Linked DNA regions of Gossypium hirsutum: all the other regions are linked to region 1. Evidence: chromatin contacts called from public Hi-C data. All regions are on one chromosome and are shown on one strand. The core of a region is the stretch at or near the end of the contact, and the rest is flanking DNA. Distances in the headings are between cores, read along the strand shown.

Region 1 (3,585 bases), core at 729-3,228:
CGTTATAAGTGGGAATGTATATGGGTGGTTCACTCGAGGATGTAAAAATGGAAAACTAAACAGAGCCCATGATTGTAGTAGTGATAGACAACCTCCGACTTTGGCTTTATTTGGTGGCGTCGCCCCACACATCTCCCAGTACAATGTTGCCAACACGGCAGACCCCAAACTAAATTTGTCAGCTACTCTAAAATCAACGAGTTTTAGCAGCCACCTCAGATGTACGAGGTTTCCTGACAAGTCTGGCATCAAATAACCTCTAATCATCTCAAGGATGTATGCCCGAGCATATCATATTCTTTCTACTTTAGTCGAATCATTCCTCGACTCCAGGAATGTGTCTTGTAACCAGCTCATCTCGATCCGACCTCCGTAAATATTATCTGGAATCACATAAAAAAGATCGTAACATATGGCTCCCCAATCAGTAGATTGAACGAACCCGGTGAGTACAGAACCATCCACCGGCAATCCTAATTGTAACTGCATGTCCTCCAAAGTAATAGTACACTCTCCGCATGGAAGATGGAATGTGTGCGTCTCAGGTCTATACCTCTCTATTAACACGCTGATGAGTTGCTGGTCCAACTTGCATCCCCGGCCTATAGTGGCCACGTGCCAAAAACTCGCTCCCTTCAAGTAATTTTCTATCAACGGTGATGGAGGACCAGACATATTACGAATATAACATTGTAACACCATATCTACAGATTGTTATAAAAAATTATAAAATACAAATTAATTAAAATTACATAAATGAAAAAATATTAAAAAATATTAAAAAATTAAAATTAACCCTTACCATTTTCATTTGTTCGACGAAGATATGTTTATGATCGAGACGAATTAATTCCCCGTCCATTGCTAACACGATCAAATATTTTTGAAATTATAAAAAATAATACTAATTTAGAAAAAAATTAAAAGGAAATAATTAATTAAAGAGAGCTTTGAGAAATTTAAGGAGAAATTTGAGAGTTTTGAGAAATTTAGGGAGAGGTTTGAGAGTTTTTTGTCAAAATTTGAAGAAATATTGTGTGAAATAATAGGAGAGGGGGTTTTTATACTCTTTTTTTTTACTGTTGGACCTCTCAATGTCAAAAAATAAAATAGCTATTGGGGAAAAAAACACAGAGCAAAACGCGCACTTGAGGGAGCGATTTTGCCATGTCAACAAAGCGCATCCACGTCAGCGCGTTTTGTGCTAACATAGTAAAATCCCTTTCCCAGGGGCGCGTTTTGCTAAATTTCACCCTAAAATGCTCCTACGTGAATGCGTTTTGTCAAAATTGACCTTTTTCGATAAATAATGCAAAAATTGACCCATTTTTATAAATATACTTAAAAATGGACATTTATAAGTAAATTAATCAAAATTATGTGTGAATGTATCTAAATAAAAATAAAATGTAAGAAAAGACAGTGATGTTTTATACATGATTACACCCTCATTTGTAATATTATCTTTACTAAATAAATAATAGTTGGTGTTTGATTATTTTGAAAAGGATAATTCGAGTCTTTATTTATTGAAATACTAATACATAGCGTCAATATAATTACTTTTTTGGTCCTTTTGCTTTGATACACAATTCTGTTAATTACAAACAAAATTTCTTATTATTTTGTTTCACGGAAAAAGAATTAAATGCTGAAAATATTAATTAAATGAATTACTTTTTTTAAAGAAATCTTTGAACAAATTGGATAATTGTCGCGGTATATTCGCACCTATAGAAATTCTCGCGATATATTGTCGGCGTATCGGCAGCTGTTTTAATGCCCATTACAAATCTAACGGCGACGGATGAACTCCAATTCCTGAGACGTGGACACCTGTAGTTTTTACAAACGCAGTTGAAAGCAGCCACGTAGGGTAAATGTTGGGCCCATTCAGACATAAACTGAGGTGGCAGGTATTTATTGGTTAAAAAGGAGTTAACCATGGACTGTGGTCGACAACTAACACTAGTCAACAAATCCTTTTAGATTCAAGAAAACTATGGTTAAAAAAGTGTACCCCAAGCCCAACGGTGTACGGCTCACATCCCGGTTTTTCTCTCTCTCGATCGCATTGTAATCTGCACTATATTCTCATTTCTAATTTTATTCTTCTTTCTCTATACAGATTTCTCTATATTTTCTCGATTCGCTTATACTTGAAGACAGGCAGGGGTTTCAACGGCCATTCCACGACAATTTTCGCCGGAAAAGTGATTAGATCGCCGAGGAAGAGAAGGATTTTTTTTTGTTTCGGGAAAATACTGTTTAATATTCGATTGGAATTGGTTGAGTTGTTAAGAGTTTCATTTGGGAAGAGGAGGAAAAAATTTGGATCTCTTTGATTGATTTTGAATTATTTTGTTGTTGTTGATGTTGTTTTGGAAGTTAACGGATCTCGAAAATTTTCGGAAAATAGAAAGAAAAGAAAGGAAAAGGTTTTTGTTAAATTAGATGCAGATTTTCTGAAAATCGACCTACATTGATCGAATCTGACAGGAAGAAGACGGTGGCGTATCGGGGGGGGGGAGATGAGGAGGGTGGAAATCGGGGTTATTGCTGGAAATGTGCAGTATTGAAGGGAAGGGGAAAGGGAAAATGAGAGGGATAAGAATGGGGGCAACGAAAGGGGAGGTGGCGGCGGAGGGGAGAGAGTTGAGAAGTTGAAGAGCTCGAGAACGAAGCTGTGGATGATACGCGCCACCACATCGGTGTTGCTTTGGACTTGCATCGTACAATTAACGGCCTTGGGGGATACTTGGGGTCCACATCTCCTTAAAGGTTGGCCTTCCTGTTTTTCTTACCAGGATTCTTCCGTTTCCGTTGTTGAAGATAAGGTTCCCTCCGTTCCTGCCCGTGTTCTTCCTCCCAAAAGTAAGATTTTCCACCTTTTTTTTTGTTCTTTTTTTTTTACTGAAATTTCTGCTGATTTTGATGTAGTTATTCTTTATTAGGCCTTTTTTGGGGTTAAATCGGAGAAAAATTTTGAGCTAGTCTTTAATGGAAAAGAAGGAATGGGTTTATCCTTTTTATCCTTATCCGCATTCCTATTTGAGGAGAAGAAAATGATAGATTTCTTGGGGATTTCTATGCGCTTTCATTGAAGCTTTCCTTTTATATAGTCATACGGATTGAACTTGTATCAATTTAATGGTTCCAATGTTCGTATCTTATGTCTTAGTTTTGTGGAATTCTATCCTTTTCTTGTTGTGGCATATGTTTGTTTGAAATTTGAGATCGTTTATCTCTTGAATTTTTCATATATGTGCTTTTATTTTAATATATTGTTACTTTTGCTTCCATTTTCTTTCCATTTCAGTTTTAGGGATCGGTGGCGACTTGCTATATATGTTCTGGTTATGGAATTTTAAACTCGAAATTGATATGATGTTTTGTTGTTACTATAGGGGTATATAAGAACAATGGTTACTTGATGGTTTCTTGCAATGGAGGTCTCAATCAAATGCGAGCAGCAGTGAGTGCTTTAGCAAAGAACTCTAAACGCATTTCTTGTTCCATTCCTTTTCTTTCTTTTTTATTTCTTTTCAACATTTTTCTAGATTGTGTATGCTAATGGGTTGTTTT
Region 2 (3,695 bases), core at 1,010-3,509, 130 kb before region 1:
ATACATGTGACACAGATTTAACTCAGACAAGTAACCTGATGTCGTTTTATAGGTTTAGCCCGAATAGGTAACCTTACATGTATATATAGACCTGGACAGGCTATTTATTGTGTCATTAAAAGGTTTAGCTCGGACGGGTAACCTGATATCAATGTATATGATTAGCTCAGATGAGCATCAGATGTGATTTGCAGTTATGTATTGAGTTCTTTTACGATGTTTTATTGGGTAGTTTAAAAAGAGGTAGAATGTGGAATTGGTAGGTTATGAAATGAGCTTAATGTTTAAATGAGGGAGAATGAAAGACTTGAATAACGAAATTTTGAGTATACATAGATGGAAGAAATGTGGTTGAATTAGATTTAAAAACTATGAAATGTCAAGCTTTCTATTTGATGTATTTTATGTTTGATAAAGTATACCATCTCACCTTGTTGGAATTGTGTTGGTATTATAGGAAACGTGTCAATCGAAACTTGTCAATCGAATCTACGAGAAGCCCATGATATATATCTCTTGATTCGGTAGATTTTTAGTCATTTAACCCGGTTATACATGGCATGTAAATGGGAGTGTCTAGTAGTTGTAATGTAAAGTTGTTTTGTGGCATTGTTGATCTTTGAACACTTATGGAAAATTATGGATGTGATGAATTGCCATGCTCATAGGCTTAGTATTTTGTTGTGCAAATGTGGATGGTTAATCATAATAGGTCATGCACATATGAACTATCTTGTGGTATGAAATGGTTTGGAAAGATTTATGTGCATTTGTTGTGAGTTGGTGCCAAATGTGACATATTGGTTTTGTGAATTGATTAGGTGATTATAAGTTATGTTTTAGCATGGAATTTGCATGTTTTGAGTAGGTTTATGTTTGCTAAAATGCAATTTTGAGGTCACTTTTAATAGTTGGTTTTGAAACAAGCACCAAATGACCTATTTTTGTTCTACACGGGCTCATGACATAGCCGTGTGATCAGCGGTAGGAAAATGTTTTTGGAACCACAGATTCCTAATTGTCACACGGGCCAGCCAAACGGCCGTGTGAGTATTGTAGAAATAATAAAATTTAATCCACACGGTCTCAGTTTGTTATACGGTCTTGTGACTTTTGAAATTAAAAATTGGAGATTTTCACCACATGACTTCATAGAGTTATATGGTTTTGACACATGGCCGTGTGGCCTCTATTTTACATAATTGCCTTTCTTTTTTGAAAAAGATTCTAATTGATCCTTGTTTGATCCCGGGTCAACTTTAGAGCTTTCGTCAGCTCTATAAGACTCAGAAGAGGTTTTAAATTGTACCAAATGATTATTATGACTTAATTTTGGTTTGAGTTTGTTCTTAAACATATGTATTTGTAATGTTTTGTGTTATAACATTTCGTAACTCGGGTCTGGCGATCGGACCGAGTGAAGGGCGTTACATATGTAAACTTATTGTGAAAGCAACCAAGAGACAAGAGCACAATCTTGTTGAACATACATAGCATGTACTTTATTTTGGACCTGACTTCCTTATTGAACACTGATTGTTGGAATCATCGTAAAGCCATCAAGAAATTCCTTAAGCCTAATATTCACCCTTTTATATGTGAAAGGATGACGAAACTTTGTGGTAGTACGTGAATCTAATACTGAATCTAAAGTATCAATTGGATGTGAGATTGAAGGCAAAGTAGCAATTTCTTAAGAACGCACTGCCTTCTTGATCTACAGGTAAGAACCACGATTCGATATATGTTGAATTGGAGTTACCTTAAGAATTTACCAACAAAACTATTCAATGAAAATAAGAAAGAAAATAATGGGTTTGGAGAAGAAGAAACAACAATGAAGGCTTTAGTTAGAAAGCCGAAAGAGAGTTTTTTTCATTTAAGAACCAATGCTCAACTGTCCAAAGAACCAACGTGTTACAACATTGAACCAGCGAATAATAAACTTCAATAACCTAACGCTACAATTAACAAAGTAACAAAAAATAACTTCAATAACCAATTTGCAACTCACAGCTATTAATCATTAATCTTTTTAACAGGGTTCAATGATAAAGAACTCTAAAACCCTTAAAAGTAAGTTTGAGTCTTATAAATTAAAATAAAAATTTCTCTGAATGAATTTGCTACCAAAACGGGTTCAACTTGATTCAATTTCCAACTTAGCTGGACCCATGTGGTCCGAACATCAGGTCTCAAGCCCCAAAAAACCTAACCCTAAGCATAGTAGCCTAAGGACTTATTTGCAAATTGTAATAAATGTTACGTAAGCCATCGCGATTTCCCATTTTATTTCCACTAATTTAATAGATTAGAACAACCGGTGGCAGCCTCTCAAATTCTGTGAACTCCAAGGAATCCTAAAGGAATCTGTGTCTTCGTTTCTCAGCTTCCTTCCCTTCCTCCCCTCGCTCTGGTAATTCCCCTTTCAATCCCTCTCTTTCCTCACGTTTTCCTTTTCTCTATTAATTCTATTCTTTTGAATTTCCATACTCCCATTCATATTACTCAGTTTTACACTCTCTTTTTTATGGTTAATTAATCTGGGTGTTTCCCTTTTTTCCTGGTTAGTTGATTTGTTCAATGGAAATTTATGGGTTTTCTTTCTGGGTTTATTGTATTGGCATTTGTAGAAAGATATCCAAGAGAAAAGATGGAAATGGGTAAGAATAAATCTGAGAAATTCTCAATGGATTTTGTGATGGCTGGAATGGCTGCTATAATGTCAAAGAGCGCAGCAGCCCCCATTGAAAGAGTGAAGCTATTGTTGCAAAATCAAGGGGAGATGATAAAAAGGGGAAGCCTTCAGAAACCTTATAATGGTGTTGGTGATTGCTTTAAAAGGGTTTTGAAGGAGGAAGGTCTTTTCTCTTTCTGGAGGGGTAACCAAGCCAATGTCATCAGATATTTTCCTACTCAGGTTGAAACTTATGACTTTCTATTTTGCTGATTGTTCACACTAGGAAACTTATAAAGAAATTGTTCTGTTTCTCATTGCTGGATTGTATGCTTCCATTTTATTGGTCCTTAATTTTGATCATGTACTTGAATAATAATGTTGAAGAACTAGGTAATGCCTGAATTTGACAGATTAGGGTATTTAAATGACATGGTATTTCTTTTTTAATTGATGAAGTCGTTTATGGACAATTGCAAGAATCAGTGTTAAAAACTACTTTATGAGCTTTCGTTGATTTGTGCTTGCTGCTTCAGATTAATCTGTACAACTACTGAAAGATGCCAATATAGAACCATTAATGTATGGATAATCATTATGCTGTTCTATTTAAAAGGTCCACTAATTGAGTGGTGTTATGTCATGAGTTTTAGGTTTTCCTATGCTTTAATCTTCTATGACTATGGCAATCGTTTGTTTGTGGGGAAGGTACTATATGCTATTCATAGATGAATTGCCTTTGAGATCTATCCCTGTAATGCATGTTCGATGAGGTTCTAAGGACAGAAAACTTAATGTTGGCATGTTGTAGTTGGTATGTACTTGGTTAGTATTAGTGATTAGACATCACAACTGATGAATTTTATCGATTAAGATCTTCCTGATGTACCTACACCAACTACTCGATTTTCTTGTCGTTGGCATGGAAGAGACAAACTGAGGTTAAAGGAAAATCTCTTTACCTGCTAAGGTACGAAGGTTGCGGACAAAAGAACTTCTCCTTCAGTTATTACAGAGA
Region 3 (3,963 bases), core at 301-2,800, 180 kb after region 1:
AGTTGAGTGCTAAATTTAACTTAAAAAAAAAAGGATAACTTGACAAAAATTGTAAAGTTCAAGAATTAGATTTATCATTATCCCTCTAAAAATTAGTCTATGCTTTGGTAGCATCGTTTAATGCCCCAACCTAATCTATTCTCTAATGTGATATTACATCACTTTTATTTGTATTTTTATATATTATATAAAGATTAAATTTATTATATTAATGTAAATATTAAAAAGTATGTTAAATTAATTATTTTTAAAATTTTAATAAAATAAAAAATATGTAAAATCATGAAAGGTTAAAATAATAAAAAAGCATAATTCTTAATGTTTTAGAGAAAAAGATAATATGAATTATTCTAAGCAAGTTTGAGTTACTCGTTAACAAATACTTTTGAATTTGGTAAGTAGAGTTTTTCACATTTTTTCGTTGATTTGGGCACAAATGGATAATTGAGTAGTCAAACTCTCTAATTGTAGTGTTTGGTGAATGGAGGATTGCAAGAGCTTGTTGAGCTAAAACCTCCAAAATAAAAAACGCTGGAATGGATAACTTGACATATCTAATCGTGCTTGCTAAAAAATTACTCTATTTGCTACATGCTCTTAAATCTAATAGGGGTGCCAAGATATCAGTAACTAGAGGTGATCATGGGTCGGGCTGGGCTAGGCCCAAACAAAATTTTAGGCCTATTTTCTAGGCCCAGGCCCGACTCGATCCGAAATATGAGCATAAAAATTGTTCCAAGCTCGGCGTGAAAGAAAATTACTAAGCCCGAGCCCAACCCGGCCCATATTAAATTTTACAACACCAAAAAGTATATATTTAATATATATTTGATTAAAAAGTATATTTGATTAAAAATAAATATATATATTTAATATATAATTCGGGCCGGACCAGGCCGGGCCCAGGCCAAAAAAATTTTACTCGAGGCCAGGCCCGTTTTCTAAACGGGCCTCATTTTATTGCCCAAACCCATATTTCGAGCTTATATTTTTACCCAAGCCCTCCTATTTTTCAGGCAGGCCGTCAGGCCAGGCAGGGTAGCCCAACCCATGATCACCTCTATCAGTAACCTCCATTCTCTCATTTTCACTTTCACCTCCAAAGTCCAAAGTAAATCTAAAAAATATTCACAAATTAATTTCCATAATAGATGTTTTAATTCTTTAGTAATAGTGTTTTATTTCAATAATTTCACCTAATAAAAACTAAAGTATTATAAATAAATAAATACTTAACAATAAAATGTGACATGCTCTTATTTGTAATTGTACATATATAAACTTTCAGTTAAATTTTATCAAATATTTTAAAATAACCGTTAATAGAATCAAATAATCAAATTAGCCACTATAATCAACAATCAATTAATTGTCTAACAGGATGAAATATTCCATGTTGGGTTAAGGGTGTCATATTTGCTAGAATCCAATGCAAAGTAAGGTCCATGGGCCATGGAACCATACGACAGCCTGGCAGGCCGATGCCTGAACTGAAAGCAAATCGTTTCCTTTTAACTGAATTATTTCCCTCCAAGTTTCCTTTCCTACCCGCGAAACCCAAAATTCATGGCTTCATTTCCCGCCAAAAACCATACCCACATGAGTTCACTGTAAACTAAAGCACCCACCTAAAGCTAGGTAAAAGACTTAAAACACACACCAAATATCTCTCCATTTCCAGCACCGCCCTAAAGCCTACGCGATGAAAATCAAATCAGTGAAGCTAAGGGAAGCCCACGAGGTAAGTTCCAATGCTTCTTTCTGCTCCATCTTGTGGGATCTCCAAGCCCACCACTTGGTCACTGCGTCATCATCTCAGCCCTCTATCTCTATTCACTATCCTCTTCTTCATTCGAGTCCGCCTCGGGTTCTTCGCCACCACCGAGATGGGGTCACTGCCTTGGCAATCAGTCCCAATTCTACCTGTCTTGCTTCCGGATCTATTGATCATTCTGTTAAGCTCTATAAATTCCCAGGTAGTCTTTTTTTTTGTGATGTTCAGCATTTTTTTTGGTTCTCTCTCTCTCTCTCTCTCTCTCTCTTATCTGGGTATTTGTTAGAATTACGAAATATTCGATTTAATCTGTAAATTTTCGTTGATAACATGTGAGAAACTTGAAATACTGCAATTTAATATAACGCTCTTTATTCTTTCCCATTTCTACTTCATTTTCTTGCTGCAATTTAATGAAAACATGAAGAACAAGGTCTAATGGTTCTTTTTTTTAGGTGGGGAGTTTGAGACTAATATTACCAGGTTCACGCTGCCTATTCGTGCACTTTCTTTTAATAAATCAGGGAGTATGCTGGCAGCAGCTGGTGATGATGAGGGCATTAAACTTATTAATACAATTGATGGCTCAATCGCTAGGGTTCTTAAAGGGCATAGAGGGCCTGTCACAGGCTTAGCTTTCGATCCTAATGGTGAATACTTGGCATCAATTGATTCAATTGGGACTGTCATATATTGGGAACTTCAATCTGGAAGAACATTATATACCCTCAACGGTGTAGCTCCAGATACTGGTTCGGATACTTCGGTTTTAAATGTACTTAGCTGGAGTCCTGATGGGGAGACTTTAGCAGTCCCGGGTATGAAAAATGACATAGTGATGTATGATAGGGATACGGCTGAAAAGTTGTTTACTTTGAGAGGCGATCACACGCAGCCAATATGTTTCATGTCGTGGTCACCTAATGGGAGATACATGGCCACTTCTAGCTTGGATAAGCAAGTTTTGATCTGGGATGTCAAGAGGAAGCAGGATATTGACAGGCAGAAATTTGATGAGAGAATATGTTGTATGGCATGGAAGCCAATTGGAAATGCTCTGGCTGTCATTGATGTCATGGGAAAGTATGGAGTGTGGGAATCAGTTGTTCCATCCTCAATGAAGTCTCCTACTGAAGACATTCCGATTTCTCAGACACGGAACAGTAATGGCCTCCTGTTTTTTGATGAGGAGGATCAGGACCTCAGCATGTCAGGTAGTTTAAGTGATCTTGGTGAGGATAGCCATGGTGAGTCTGAGCCTCCTAGCAGAAAAAGATTGCGGAAGCAGTCTGTAATCGATGATGATCAGCACGAAGATGTTTATGATGAGTTAAACTTGGTTCGGAAAACTGAACCTCAGAGAAAAGTGCCTCGTGTTAACAAGGAAAATTCAGATAAAGAAAAAGATGCATTAAAAGCCATGACGGCATTTAGACCAAAAATGCAGGAGGCTTTTCAGCCAGGTTCAACACCACCGCAACCTGGAAAAAGGCATTTCTTGTGCTACAATATGCTTGGAAGTATAACTACAATCAAACATGATGAATATTCCCATATAGAGGTACTAATGTTGTATGTTTCGTTCAATCCTTTACTTCCTAATGACCTTTTTTTTTTCTTTTGTGCAATAAGTGGTTTGAGGATAGGTGATTAGGCATAAATTTTGTGATTTTACTAAAAATCAGGTTTACAAGCATAAAAATAAAAGCATGTTTTTTCATCGTTATGGGCTGATATCAAGTGCTTGTCTGATGCACAGATAGATTTTCATGATACTAGCACAGGTCCACGAGTTCCACCAATGACTGATCATTATGGTTTCACAATGGCGTCACTAAATGAAAATGGTAGTGTTTTTGCAAATCCATGCAAGGGTGAGAAGAACATGAGTACTCTTATGTATCGACCATTTCGCAGTTGGGCAAATAACAGTGAGGTTAGAGCAGTTGCCTTAAAAAGAAAAACTCATTCCTTACGTCTATGCATTGTTCTGGACATACACATGCTGGTCTTGTAAATGTTAACCTTGGTGCATTTGATGTGAAGTTTCACAAAGTGATGGTTTTTTTTTTTTGGGTACATGTTATTGTGAACTCAGTGGTACATGCGGTTTGAAGGTGAAGAAGTAAAAGCAGTCGCACTTGGTTCCACTTGGGTAGCTGCAGTTACAAGTCTTAGTTTTCTTCGAA

The links. Hi-C and Micro-C count contacts between places; a contact is called where the count stands out from the background.
Region 2: a contact with region 1 is called in a Hi-C map of leaf, with 3 times the contacts expected there. The contact joins the promoter of LOC107949770 here to the promoter of LOC107949766 in region 1. A contact is called at or near these places in 4 of 34 Hi-C or Micro-C datasets (all in leaf).
Region 3: a Hi-C map of leaf shows a contact between it and region 1, with 2.6 times the contacts expected there. The contact joins the promoter of LOC107949761 here to the promoter of LOC107949766 in region 1. A contact is called at or near these places in 4 of 34 Hi-C or Micro-C datasets (anther, hypocotyl, leaf and 1 more).

Annotation. Positions count from the first base shown.
Region 1 is chrD03:39,643,301-39,646,885 of Gossypium_hirsutum_v2.1, forward strand. It overlaps LOC107949766 (rhamnogalacturonan I rhamnosyltransferase 1), which reads left to right and starts at 1,979. Exons shown (of 9, transcript XM_016884516.2): 1 at 1,979-2,052; 2 at 2,129-2,874; 3 at 3,408-3,475. The coding sequence starts at 2,691.
Region 2 is chrD03:39,510,021-39,513,715 of Gossypium_hirsutum_v2.1, forward strand. LOC107949770 (ADP,ATP carrier protein ER-ANT1) reads left to right here and starts at 2,260. Exons shown (of 4, transcript XM_016884523.2): 1 at 2,260-2,416; 2 at 2,634-2,920. The coding sequence starts at 2,654.
Region 3 is chrD03:39,820,116-39,824,078 of Gossypium_hirsutum_v2.1, forward strand. LOC107949761 (WD repeat and HMG-box DNA-binding protein 1) reads left to right here and starts at 1,551. Exons shown (of 12, transcript XM_016884512.2): 1 at 1,551-1,976; 2 at 2,230-3,335; 3 at 3,534-3,710; 4 at 3,873-3,963. The coding sequence starts at 1,703.